2 separate regions of the Hordeum vulgare genome follow, and region 2 is linked to region 1. A link is a contact called in public Hi-C data. All regions are on one chromosome and are shown on one strand. Each heading gives the region's core, a stretch centred on a gene start, on an enhancer-like site or on the middle of the called end of the contact. The rest is flanking DNA. Distances are from core to core; before and after follow the strand shown.

Region 1 (6,263 bases), core at 2,803-5,302:
AGTGGAAGTACTGCCCTTCTGCTTGGCAAGGGTGGTATAAGGGCCATGTCAGGGCTTGCACTGTCATACTAGAGGCCATGGCGTCTGAAGATCTCTGGATCTGGCACTCTTTCTTTGGCATGGCCAGACCAAACAATGATATCAACGTGCTTCAGCACTCGCCGGTGTTTGCTAGGCTTGCCGAAGGCAACAACCCACCGGTGAACTTTACAGTCAACGGCCACAGCTACGACAAAGAATACTACCTGGATGGCGGTATCTATCCTAAGTGGACCACTATTGTCAAGACAATACCCGACCCTGTCGGAGAGAAGAGTGCTAGGAAGGATGTCGAGCGTGCCTTTGGTGTTTTGCAATCTCGACGAGGCATCGTTCGGTATCCTGCTAATATCTGAAGCACACACAAACTGTGAGAGGTGATGACTGCTTGTGTGATCATGCATAATATGATCGTAGAAGACGAGCGCCCGGAACGTCTGTACGATCAAGGGTTTCAGTTTCAGGGTGAGAATGTTGTACCTGAGCATGGAGGAGCGACAACGTTTGAACAGTTCACCCAATTTCATCAATACATGCGTGATTGGAAAACTCACGTGAAACTGTAAAATGATTTGGTTGAGCATATGTGGGCTCATGTTGGCAACCAATAGATTTATCTTCTTTTATTCGTTAGCAAAACTATGTACGAACTATGTGAGACGTTTTTATTTTTATTCGGCTTGTAAAACTATGATATTTTTGATCCAAACTATGAAAATCATGCAAAATAGGGAGGCCAGTCGGCCACGCCGGCACATATGGGTCGGCGCGTTGGGCGCGCTGCCGACCCATATCTAAAACAGGGCGGACGTCGTGCTGGCGGCCGACCCAAAACAGAAAAAAAAAACGGACGAAATCGTTGTCCGTTTGGGTCGGGCCATTGAAATTGCTCTTAGACAGACCTAGGGATGCACGTCACTTGTCATGAACACCCAAGCTCCATGCGTGCTTCTTCTTGCCAATCAAATCCTACTCCAAGGGTGTGTTTGGTTGGAGAACCAACTATCATGGAATGGAATGGTTCCATTCCAGAGGAACGGGTCGGTTCTGTTTCTGTGTTTAGTACGAGCAAAAAAGTGGAACGGGATGGTTCCGTTCGATTGTTTGGTTGGGAGGCATGGAATGAAAAATGAAAGGGAAAGGGCCGGCGGCGACGCAACAGAGAGGAAGGGAGAGGGCCGGCGGCGCGGCGCGGCAGCAGAGAGGGAGGGGGCCGACGGCGCGGCGCGGCAGCAGAGAGGGAGGGGGCCGAGCGCCGCGGGGGCCGAGGGCGCGGCGGCCCCGGCGATGGCGCGCGCGGCGGCGAGTCCGGGTCGCGCACCCGGCGCAGCGCGGCGGCGACGAGGGCGGGGCGGCCCCAGCGATGGCGCGCGCGGCGGCGAGTCCGGGTCGCGCACCGGGCGCAGCACGGCGGCGACGAGGGTGCGGCGGCCCCGGCAATGGCGCGCGCGGCGGCGACGGGCCTAGGCACGAGCGGCGCCACGGCGTCGCGCGGGTGGGCGGCGACGAGCAGCGCGAGCAGGCGCAGCGAGTGGCGCCGCAGCGGCGCCTTGTCCGTGGCAGAGGGCGGCGATGAAGACGGGCAGCTCGAGCGGTGCAGCTGGGGAAGGAGGAGACGAGTTGCGCGAGACGAGCCGTTCCGTGTGATTCCGTCAATTTCATGGTATTAGCACGTTCCAGATCTGAGTGCAATATTCCCTAAAATGAAATGAGTGGGTTATGTTCCAGTTGGTAAACCAAACGTAGGAATGAGGACTAGAAATGGATCCGACCCGTGACATTCCAGCCGATGACACCAAGGAAACACACCCCAAGATATCCTCGAGAGGATCTTGTTGGTGCCGCCCCCGATTCTTTTATTGGGTCGGCAGGCACCCTGAGACTTGACGAGTACGTCAGCTAGCTGATCGTTTATTTCCGTGGATGCGCCAAACTGTCGATGCCACAGCACCGACCTTTCATCAGTATATAAGGGCAGGTCCAGCACGATGAATTCGGTTCGCGTGATGGTGATCCGGATGGTTTTTCGTAGGAGATAAGAAGATATATATATCGTGGGTTGACAAATGAGCAAATATGTTGTTTCCCCTCCGAAAGCAGAATGGAATGAGGAACATACATACGATCTGCGGGAGCTGAACAGGATCACGTACGCTGTTGAGTGCACGTAATCGTCCTCCACGCTGGCCTGGTCAACTGCTACAGCGGCACAGCACCATTTCGCTGGCTGATTCGCGTTCCCTTTTATAGTCTAGCAAAAAGGGGCTGTTTGTCCGTACCAACCCGGCACAAACTCCATTTTGGGTGGCACGTGGACGTATGAACGATACAGGAGTCTCCATTGAACGAAGTTGTATACTCGCATAGATCGATCACGCTACGCCGCCATCGTATCCCCGCACAAGGCCGCCGTGTGTTTGTACATGCGACCGGCGGTCACCAAACAAGGCAATGCAAACGACACGGGAGACGCCTGGTGACGAAGCCGGTGCTGCCCGCGAGAGAGACAAAGTGACATCCTCAAATCAGGGTAAAATTAGAAAACAAGTGCCATCCGAATCCTGGAACCCACAGCGCGCGCGGGCGCTGAGCCGTGCGTTGTCGATTGCAGCAGACAAAACGCGGGCGCTCCCCGTCGCCGTCGCCTGTGGGCGGGGGCGGTCGAGTGGCCCGTGCGGCACCAGGTGGCGCGGGTAGTTGGGACCGCTCCACCCACCTCCTCATCCTGCCGCCCGCGAGACGGCGAGCCGAGGGCGACGCTCTCGCTTCCGTTGGCTAGAGCTACAGCTTCGGGCGGCGACGATAGGTACGTCCCTCGGGTCAGTCTCGCTGCCGCCCGGCACCGTACCGTGCCGCGGCGCACGGCTGAGGCAGCAACAGCAAGGCTCGTGCCGTCTCTGCCGTACCTCGTACGTGGTGGTGGCGCGGTGGCGCCGTACATCTGTTAGGCGATGAGTGAAGTCTGTTTTTAACCTTGAGGTTGTAGAGCACGACGGAAATGAACCTTCACATCTAAATACCTGAAATCTATATCCTATAATTATTGATCCCGGTTATTATAAACCCCAGATCCATTTGGCGCACTGGAAAAATAACAATCCCGAACGGGATCAGTCTCCGCTGTCACTGACCACCCGGGCCCATACATCATACCCATCTTCCATCTTCCAATTTGCATCTGCCCCAGACGCTGCATCCAGCGCCAAAGCACGACCACTGGTCAGATGAGACCCCTGTTGCTCCCAACGTCATCGTGCACCGTATGGGACTCAAGTCCTTATCCGCTGCCGCTATCTCGGTCGTGTCGCCCAGGCCGAAAACACAGAGTAAGGTGGACGAACGACATCAGGGAGAGGAGAATGGAGTCGCCTAGTTCACGATGCTGCAGCGATCTGAAGCTGGGCTTGCGCCGTTGCGCGCGAGCTCAAGGTCCAGTGACCAGTGCTACCGCCGAACCTCGCGTACGCCTGCGTCTTCACCGTGATGGGCATGCAGCACAGCTTGTTGGTTTTAAATCTCTAGCTCGTATCCCATAAGAAGCAAGTCACGTACAAGTGCAAAGCTAGCTAAGCAAGCTGCTGGATTGATTTTGCAGCAGCTTAGCATGACGTCGGTCTGGAGCTGTTCTGAGCCGGCAGCGGAAGCGAGGAAAGAAGTTGTTCTTAGCTCGAAGTTCTTGTCAGGGTCGTCAGTTATCCGCTGCCACTGCGCCTTGACTATTCTCGAGGAAAGAAGATGGAGGCTAGGAGATAGAAGAAAGGCAGATTGAGGACATGTGGGCCCATGTGGACAGTAAGAGAAGCGACCGATCCTGACCGGGATTGTCCTTGCACACAGGTATAGGATCCATTTAGGGTTTAGATTAACCAAGATCGATAAGTACAGGGTATCAACTTCAAGAATTTAAACGTGAGGGTTCATTTGTATCAGAGTCTACAATCAGCTAGGCATATCGCTCCCTATTGCTGGTCGTCGGGTAGTCGATCGGGTCAAGTGATGGGGCTTCCCCCTTTGCCGTCTGTGCGAGACACGTCCGGGTGATTCCTCGGCCTATGTCTAGGCCGGCACGCCTAGGGCTGAGCTACGGCCGGATACAAAAACGCTCCGCTGTCGAACGCCGGTTAAGATATCGTTGTTAGGGCAAGTACAATGGTATAGCCAGCTGCTCGCTATAAGCCATTGTCATGTCATCTATAGCACATCTTATAGTCAACATGTACAATAGTTCATTGTAAAAGTGTATTATTTTTTATTATATGGTTCATCTTTCATACTCATAAAATGCCTAGGAGCACGTGCTAGAGCTGGCTCTTAGCTAAGAGTCCGCTTACCTTTTTTCTCCTCTTCTCTTTCCTCTAACTAAATAAAAATATATTACTTTATTTCTTATAGCCAGCTGACTCACTTCTATTGCTTAAGTCTACGACGCGGCGCAACGGTGGTGTTCCTTCCATGCACAACGTTCCACTGTAGACGCTCTTAGGTGTTGCTTCTCATTCACTCATGCACTTCTTTCGTTTCTCTTTTGGCGTGCAGAGGAGACCAGGGAGAGATCCCGATTGCTCGATCCAACCCAACTCAACGGACCATGCGCTGTCACGCGCGTCGGCGGTCTGTGGACGTGAACCCAACGGGACCGAGAAACATTTCGAGCAGCATTATTTGAAGAGACAACTATAATTATTTTCAAGATACTTCTATTTAATTCCCAGGTGATTGATTGATGTGAGCGGGCGTACGCTCTTGCATAAATCATCACTCAATAATGCCAACCATCTTTTCCACAAAAAAGTAAATAAAGAAGAGAAACTTTTGCCTTCAACTGACGGATCGCACGCGAGCAATCCGCCGCCCTTCTCAATGTACATATGTTTATTTTTTTTCTATAACGTTACGTGTGTTGTAAAATTATCTTCCGCAACGTATGTGTTAAAAAAATAAAGACCAAATAAACGATAAATATTTTTTGTAACATTATTTGTGTTGCAATTTAATTCCCGCAACAACACTCATATTACAAAAAACATAAATTTTGTTGCAAAGTATTTTTACAACATTCCTCATTGCAATGTACTTCTTCCGTTTCTAACCTTTTAGAGATTGTACTATAAACTACATACGGATGTACATAAACATATTTTAAAGTATAGATTCACGCATTTTCCTCCGTACGTAGTCTCCTAGTGAAATACCTAAAAGGTCTTATATTTTAGAACGGAGGGAGTATTTCCGTAACACTGTCCTTGTTACAAAAATAAGAATGATGTTGGACACTGAATAGCTGTACATCTGCCGCGCTGCCCAATAATAATGCCACCATCTTCCTCACGTCAATACAACGTCATATATAGGCAGCTCAAATAATAGCACAAGCGACCACATGCAGCGCACCACAGAAACCTCTGACCACGAGTGAGTACTCCCTCCGTTTTTAAATATAAGTCTTTTAAGATATTTCATTAAAAGTCTACATACGAAGCAAAATGAGTGAATCTACACTCTAAAGTACTCCCTCCGTTCCAAAATATAAGACCTTTTAGAGATTTCACTAGAAGACTACATACGGAGCAAAATGAGTGAATCTATACTTTAAAATATGTCTATGTACATCCATATGTAATTCATAGTGCAATCTCTAAAAGGTCTTATATTTAGGAACGGAGAGAGTATTTCTATATACATCCGTATGTAATCCACTAATGAAACATCTTTAAAGACTTATATTTAAGAAAGGAGGGAGTAGATGGTAAATTGGTAAGTCAGAAGCACAAAGGGGTGCACTTCGTGGTAAAAAAAAGTTGGCTGGCTGTAGACGCTAGTGCGCGACGATTTGCCACTAGGGACCGGATCAGATCTTCTCTCGGCTAGAAAGCCAGCCAGCCAGGCAGCCAACCCACTGCTGTGTGGTCACGATGCAACCATGTGACTGATGCCTATCTATGCCGTGCCTCTTGTGTACGATGAAGTCATGCTACTTTTGACAATGCTCTCTTCTTTCCCTTGGGATAGAAGCGATCCGGGGAAGCATGCAGGTCGTAATCCCATGCCTTTATGTTGGCCGGCACCTGCACCGCCTCCCGACTAGGACGATTTGACGGCGATTACATTACGTTAAACTTACCGATTGCCGAAGAAGATCGTGGACATCTGTTAAGATAATAAGATCCAGCCCGTGTACCCAGGTCCATCATCGTGCGCAACCGAAAGAAGAGGGGGCGGGAGGA
Region 2 (6,263 bases), core at 1,968-4,467, 92 kb after region 1:
TTATGAACTATATTTAAGTTACAAACTCTCGGCTCTTCTGAAGTGTTTTATGTAATGAGTTGTAACTTAAGCCCGATGGTACTCTGACGCTTTTGAACGTTTTTCTTCGCATGCTTATTCCTCAAAATTTTAATGCACGCATGCTGGAATTCGTCAGATACCATTTGTCATCATGCATCTTCAATTTCTTCATACTATAAGTCATATGTATGCATGATTTACAAGACTCAGGGGGAGATCTCCATGATATAAATCATCAATGTGCATTTGTTGTGAAAAGCAAAATCCTCAAGATATGCACATCTTCAGGGGGAGTCTCTCTGAATCTTGATTTCAAATTCCTCAAATGAGTATTTACACTTCATATTTTTTATCCCTGTTGAAGACTTAACCTAATTGTCATCAACCACCAAAAAGGGGGAGATTGTAAGTGCATCTAGTGCCCCTTAGTGATTTTGGTGGTATGAAGACTTATAGGATAAGTATCTAATGTGTTCATGAGTGTACACAGGATCTATAAGTCGCTGAGGAGTTTGAAATATTCGATGAATATCGACCCCTAAAAATGTATATCTTCGGTTGAAGAAATTGGTCTGAAGCTGAAGATTTGAATCGTGAAGAATTTGCGATGAAATTGATATTCCTCATGAAGATATAGAAATTGAGGAATTCGGTGTGTCCTGAAGAAAATCATTCTGAAGACTTTGAAGCATGAAGATTTACTCTTTCTGTTTTGTTTTCTTCACACTTGAGTAATAGGAACACCGTACTGTTAAAGGGGGTTGAGGTAACACATTGGAATGAATTTCCTCATGATGCGCTCAACCCAAGCCTAATCCTACCAAAAGCCTCAAGTGAGGAATATGAGTGACATGAGGACTCTCACAGTTGAGGGTCCCGACCGTTTCGATAGCCCCCCCCCCCACATCATTGGTCTTATCCACACCAACGGTCATATCATTTAAGGGCATTAGTGTCAAATCATGTCGGTATGCTCCCAGGCTATAAATAGCCACCCCCACAACCATTAGCTGGTTGGCTGCTCCGTTAGAAACTGACACTTGTCATAAGAACAACCCAAATTCCTCAGAGTCTTCGAGAGTAATTCATGAGTGAGGAAATACCCCAAACACCAAACCACAAACCGAAAACCAAGTGATTGAGCATCATTGAAGAAGTTGTTCCTGTGTGGGACTGAAGCCCTTTACCTTTGAGGACTGTGCATCCTCCAGATGGTTAGGCGTCATGGTCTAGAGCAATCCAGCAGTCAATTGTGGATCGCCGGGTGACCAAGTTTGTGAGGGTTTGGAAGTCTTCCCTGAAGACTTACCACGAGTGTTGGGCGAGGACTGTGTGTTCTTAGCCCAAGGAGAATACGGTAGGGACTGTGTGTCCCGGGACTGTGTGTCTTTTGGTTTCAATACCAAGCCGCTCCAAACCAGATGTACAACTGTCACAACAGTTGGAACTGGGTCATCAACTACTGTCTTCGCCGTGAAACGGGTTCTAATTCCTCAACTCTTTACATTCCTCAGATTATGTGTTGATGATTTTCACTGTCACTGTTTGAAGAATTTCCTGAAGACTTTCTCTAAATTTCCTCAACCCCAAATTCTTCACGCTAGTTATTCCTCATCTGTTTTCTTCGTGCCTGCTCACTATGCAATCTGTTTTCACATTCCTCATACTGAAAAACTGCTGTAGTGAAACTTTGTACTCCTGATCCTTTACTGTTTCCGCTGTAAGTTAGTCATCAGTGAGGAATTTCCTCAAAAGGAATTTCCTCAGTGATGAAATTCTAAAAATCTCCTATTCACCCCCTCTAGTCGATATAACGCACTTTCAAGAGCCACTGCACAAGAGTTGAAGACGCTGATTCCTAACCCAGCGAAGGGCATGGTGGCAGTTAACATCATTCGCTGGGCCATGAATCAGGCCGTCTCTGACGACGCTAAACAAAGGAAGAGGTGGTCCAAGTACAAGAACTACTCGACTCCTAATAACCGCCGTGCCGCAGTGTACTGGGAGACAACAATCGTGCCACCGGCGGTCATCGGTGGGGAGCCTAAGGAGGAGGAAGAACCGGTGCAGATGCCAGTCAGGGCGTGGGAGGCAGGCCGTTGTAGCTGGCAGATCGACCTCGACTCCACCGAGGACGACGATGACCCGCCGCCCCGCACGGTGATGGACAAGAAAATGAAGGCTAGCCACTTGAGCCGCCGCTCTGTACGCCTCAACGTCCGCCGCGGTTAGCCAGTGTCTGTTGTGTACTCCCAATCCCCCAATTCCCCTTCTACTCGATCCGCATCTACCTCCATTCCGATCTTGCATGAACTAGTATGAACTCGTATGAACTAGTATGAAGTGCCATCCTTATCTACCTCTATTCCCCATTCCCCTCTCTGCGTGGATCGAATCTACCGCCGGATCGAACGCAAAAAAGTAGTGCATGACGAACAGAAAAGTGCTTACCACCATTGCCGCGGGCCAGGTGATGATCTGCTCGCCGATGATGGAGTCCGGTGGTCTTCTTGCTCTCCTCCGATCCACCGCCGTCGGTGAGAGTTGGGAGAGTGGGGAGAGGGAGCGGTGAGGGGCGCTGGGGCTAATAACTGCCGACGCTTCGGGAAGCAACGCGGCTACTCGAGAGTGGCCGCGCGCTTGCAACCGCCGCAGCCCACGTGCACCGCTCGGACCTGGCCCTGGAGAAACTGCCGATTCGAGCGTTCCCAGGGAGCCAAGCCCAGGAGTGCTTTAAACATCGTGCCATGTAGGCCCAACAGTGTATGCAGCTAACCAAACAGTCCGCTTTCTTCCCGCGCGGGCCTGGTTAGGCCTCATGCAGGCAACCAAACGCGCCCGTAGTGCCTCGTCGAACGGAGTCGCCTCACTTCAGATATAGGGCCCTCCGCGCCGAGTCGCAAGGGCGGAGCAACACATGCCCCATCACGAGGGCTTGTCCGACACAAGGTTTCGACAACGACGAGGGAGGGGAGGAGATTGGGGGAGCCGTTGGCGACGGCACTAGGGTTCACCCCCAAGGGAGGGGGCGACACGGGGTACGAGATTAGGGGGTTAGAGCGTTATCTGCAGACTGAATAGCAAATACAGTATATATATATATACCTATTCGAATGGCTGTCATCAAGTTGCACACCAAATCAATTTGTCAATCCCCTAGAAGAATTCTCCTTTCCCAACACAGTTGACCCTGATCCATTTGGGAAAGCCGTAGCTTTCAGGGCAGCACCAACCTCCCTCTTCGGGCCGCTTCCAACATCACGGCGAGAGGAGCTTCCAACATCACGGCGAGAGGAGCTTCCCCACGCCCCCACTTTCCCACTGCCTCCCTATGGACCCGCCGTGGTCCCGGCCCACGAGGCATCCACCCATATAACCAGAAACAAACAGCCTTCCCGCACACTGTCACACCAGCTCCGGAGTCCCCTTGCCTCCACGGCGCGGCGCTCCTCCTCTCCTCTCCCGCCGTCTCCGCCTCACGGGCGCGCCCGAGCTCGAATCGCCGCCGGCCCAACCGGGAGCGCGCGCAAGCGGACGCGAGGTTGAGCCGTCATGGAGCCCGACGACGAGCGGGAGCGGGCGCTGGCGCCGCAGCGGAAGGGGATATCCTACAGCCAGCCGCTCTCGCGGGACGCGGTGGCGCAGGCGGCGTACGCGCGCCACGCCGCGCTCAGCTCGCACAGCCTCGACGACGACCCCATCGCCTCCGCCTCGGCGCACCGCCACGACCCCGCGCGCAGCGTGTCGTACCCCCACCAGCTCCCGCCCCACCACCGCCACAGCCGCGGCGGCGAGTCCATGTACCTACACGCCGCCTCCTTCAGCGGCGGCCCCGGCGCCGGCGCGGTGACGCTGGAGCGGGCCGTGGCGACGTCGGAGCACGGGGGCGCGGCCGGCAGGGGCGCACTGCAGGAGTTCGTCGGCGCGGGCGGGGGCGAGGGCATCTTCCGCGTGCCGCTGCGCGCAGCCATGCACCCTGGCCGCCCGCCGGCGCTCGAGGTGCGGCCCCACCCGCCGCGGGAAACGCAGGTGTGCTCCTTCCTGCGGACGCTCGCGTGCGAGCCGCAGCTTCGCCAGCTGTGGGCAGGGACCGAGTCCGGGGTTCGGGTGTGGGGCCTCGACGAGCTGTTCGCCGGGAGCGTCGCGGGGGCGCGCCGGGGAGACGAGGAGACCGCGCCGTTCACGGAGTCCGTGCCCGCGCCGCCAGCGCTCTGCGTCGCGTTGGACAGCGCGAACAAGCTCGTGTGGACGGGCCACAAGGACGGGAGGATCCGGGCGTGGCGCATGGACCTCGCCGCGGCGCCGGCGGCTGCAGCGGATGGTGGCGAGAATGCGCCCATGTTCAAGGAGGCCCTGTCGTGGCAGGCGCACAGCCGCACCCCGGTGCTCTCCATGGTCGTCACATCATACGGTGAGAAGCTCGCTTCCTTGTTCACCCCTAGCAATTTTAGCAATTTTGGTTTTCAACGGCTGCTTTGAGCAAAAGCAAAGATACGAGGACCATTCGGCACGAATTGTGAGCTATATAAAAAACAATGAACAATACTACTGTATATGAGCCATGAGCACAATCTGGTAAGATAACTGGAAATGCACAATTTAGACGATTTTACGTGACCGCGAAATGCTCACATTAGCTAATTTTACATCACTGCCAAGTCCTAACTTGGCAATAGCACTTTTGGCACATTTACACCTTTGTACTTTAGGCTGGAGAAGTTTTGGACGGTAGAGTTAGCCTTTCTTATAAAGAATAAAATTAACTTTTCCCCATACTGACGGACATCCTGTTTCTATCCTTTCCTCATAATAATGGAACAAGCATGTCCAACCACGTTGATGTTAATCATCAATCAGGTTATTTACAGAAAATTAAAACAAGCTTGATGTCACAGCCTGGTTACATAAAGCACACCTAGTGCCTCGCTCTTGCTACAACCTGAGAAAACCAGTGTAATAAGAGTGAATAGCTAACAGAATTAAGCTGACGAAAGTAAGCCCTTATTACAACTGAAAGCGATTCATTTATCCTCTAGTTCCTCTTCCATCTTCTGAAAAGAACTAGCTTGTGAAATGCTCGACTCTCATACCCTAGATAACTGATGCCAGTAAGCTAAATCAGTATTCCTTAATTGTAGATTCTTATGACCATATGTCTCTTGATTTCTGTTTTGCGGGGATATGACTCTTGATTGACTACTCTGAAACCTATGTATGTAGGGAATATTTTAGTATTATTAGTTTAGTTATTATATGCAGTTTATTTCACATCAAAACAAAAGTATAGGTTTCCCTTTTTGGCCTCCTCCGATTTGATTCAAGCATTTTCGAGGCATTGATATCTGAGTCACTAGGCTGTGTTACAAGTTTTGACATTCATGCATCTCTCTTGTTGCAGATAAGAGTTGCGAATCTAAATTTGAACTAAAAATGAGTGAAAAGTAATCTCAAATTGATATGTTTCATTTCAATCTCTTGGAAACAGGTGAAATATGGTCAGGCACCGAAGCGGGTGTTATAAAGGCATGGCCCTGGGATACCATTGCTAAGTCCCTCTCACTAACACCAGAAGAAAAATATATGGCTTCTTTAATGGTCGAAAATGCGTATATTGACCTTAGAAACTATGTCACAGTTGGTAACATGTTCTCTTTGCCCACTACTGATGTGAAACACATGCTTGCGGACCATTGTCGAGCGAAAGTTTGGAGTCTAACTAGCATGACGTTTGCTATTTGGTACGATTTTAAGTATAAATGCCATCACATCAATTTCTCAACTTCATTAACCCATGGCCGATTGGAACTAATTTTTTGATATACTTTGTATAGGGATGCTCGGACAAGAGAGTTGTTAAAAGTATTTGGCATGGACGGCCAAGTGGAGTCAGCTCGTTTAGAGCCACTAGTGATGCCAGAACAATTTATAGAGGAAGAAATCAAAGTAAAACCCACAAAGAAGGAGAAAAACCAAGGCTCTTTCACCTTCTTACAGAAATCTTGGAATGCCTTGATTGGGGCAGGCGGTGCAGTACGCAGAGTTGCAACTAAAGGAACATTCGTCGAAGATAACCGTCGAACAGAAGCAGTGGCTCAAGCAATGGATGGAGCAATTTGGTCAGGTTGCACAGATGGCTCGATTATTATGTGGGATGGAAATGGGAATTGGCTAAAAGAGTTCAGTTATCATAATTCTTCTGTTCAATGCATAAAGGCACTGGGAGAAAAGGTGTGGGTGGGCTA

What was found. A called contact is a pair of places that touch in the nucleus more often than the background predicts.
Region 2: a contact with region 1 is called in a Hi-C map of seedling, with 5 times the contacts expected there. The contact joins the promoter of LOC123408301 here to the enhancer-like site in region 1. A contact is called at or near these places in 3 of 6 Hi-C or Micro-C datasets (leaf and seedling) and 1 of 1 datasets of contacts at active chromatin or transcription factors (embryo).

Annotation. Positions count from the first base shown.
Region 1 is chr7H:192,390,884-192,397,146 of MorexV3_pseudomolecules_assembly, forward strand. No RefSeq gene overlaps it. Among protein-coding and RNA genes, the nearest start is that of LOC123408301, 93 kb to the right of the region's middle. Within about 2 kb of position 4,053, at least 3 of the 3 cell types and tissues checked have open chromatin away from gene starts, as enhancers often do. A contact at or near this core is called in leaf and seedling, where this site is marked.
Region 2 is chr7H:192,483,327-192,489,589 of MorexV3_pseudomolecules_assembly, forward strand. It overlaps LOC123408301 (type II inositol polyphosphate 5-phosphatase 15-like), which reads left to right and starts at 3,218. Exons shown (of 11, transcript XM_045101436.1): 1 at 3,218-4,432; 2 at 5,507-5,759; 3 at 5,853-6,263. The coding sequence starts at 3,574.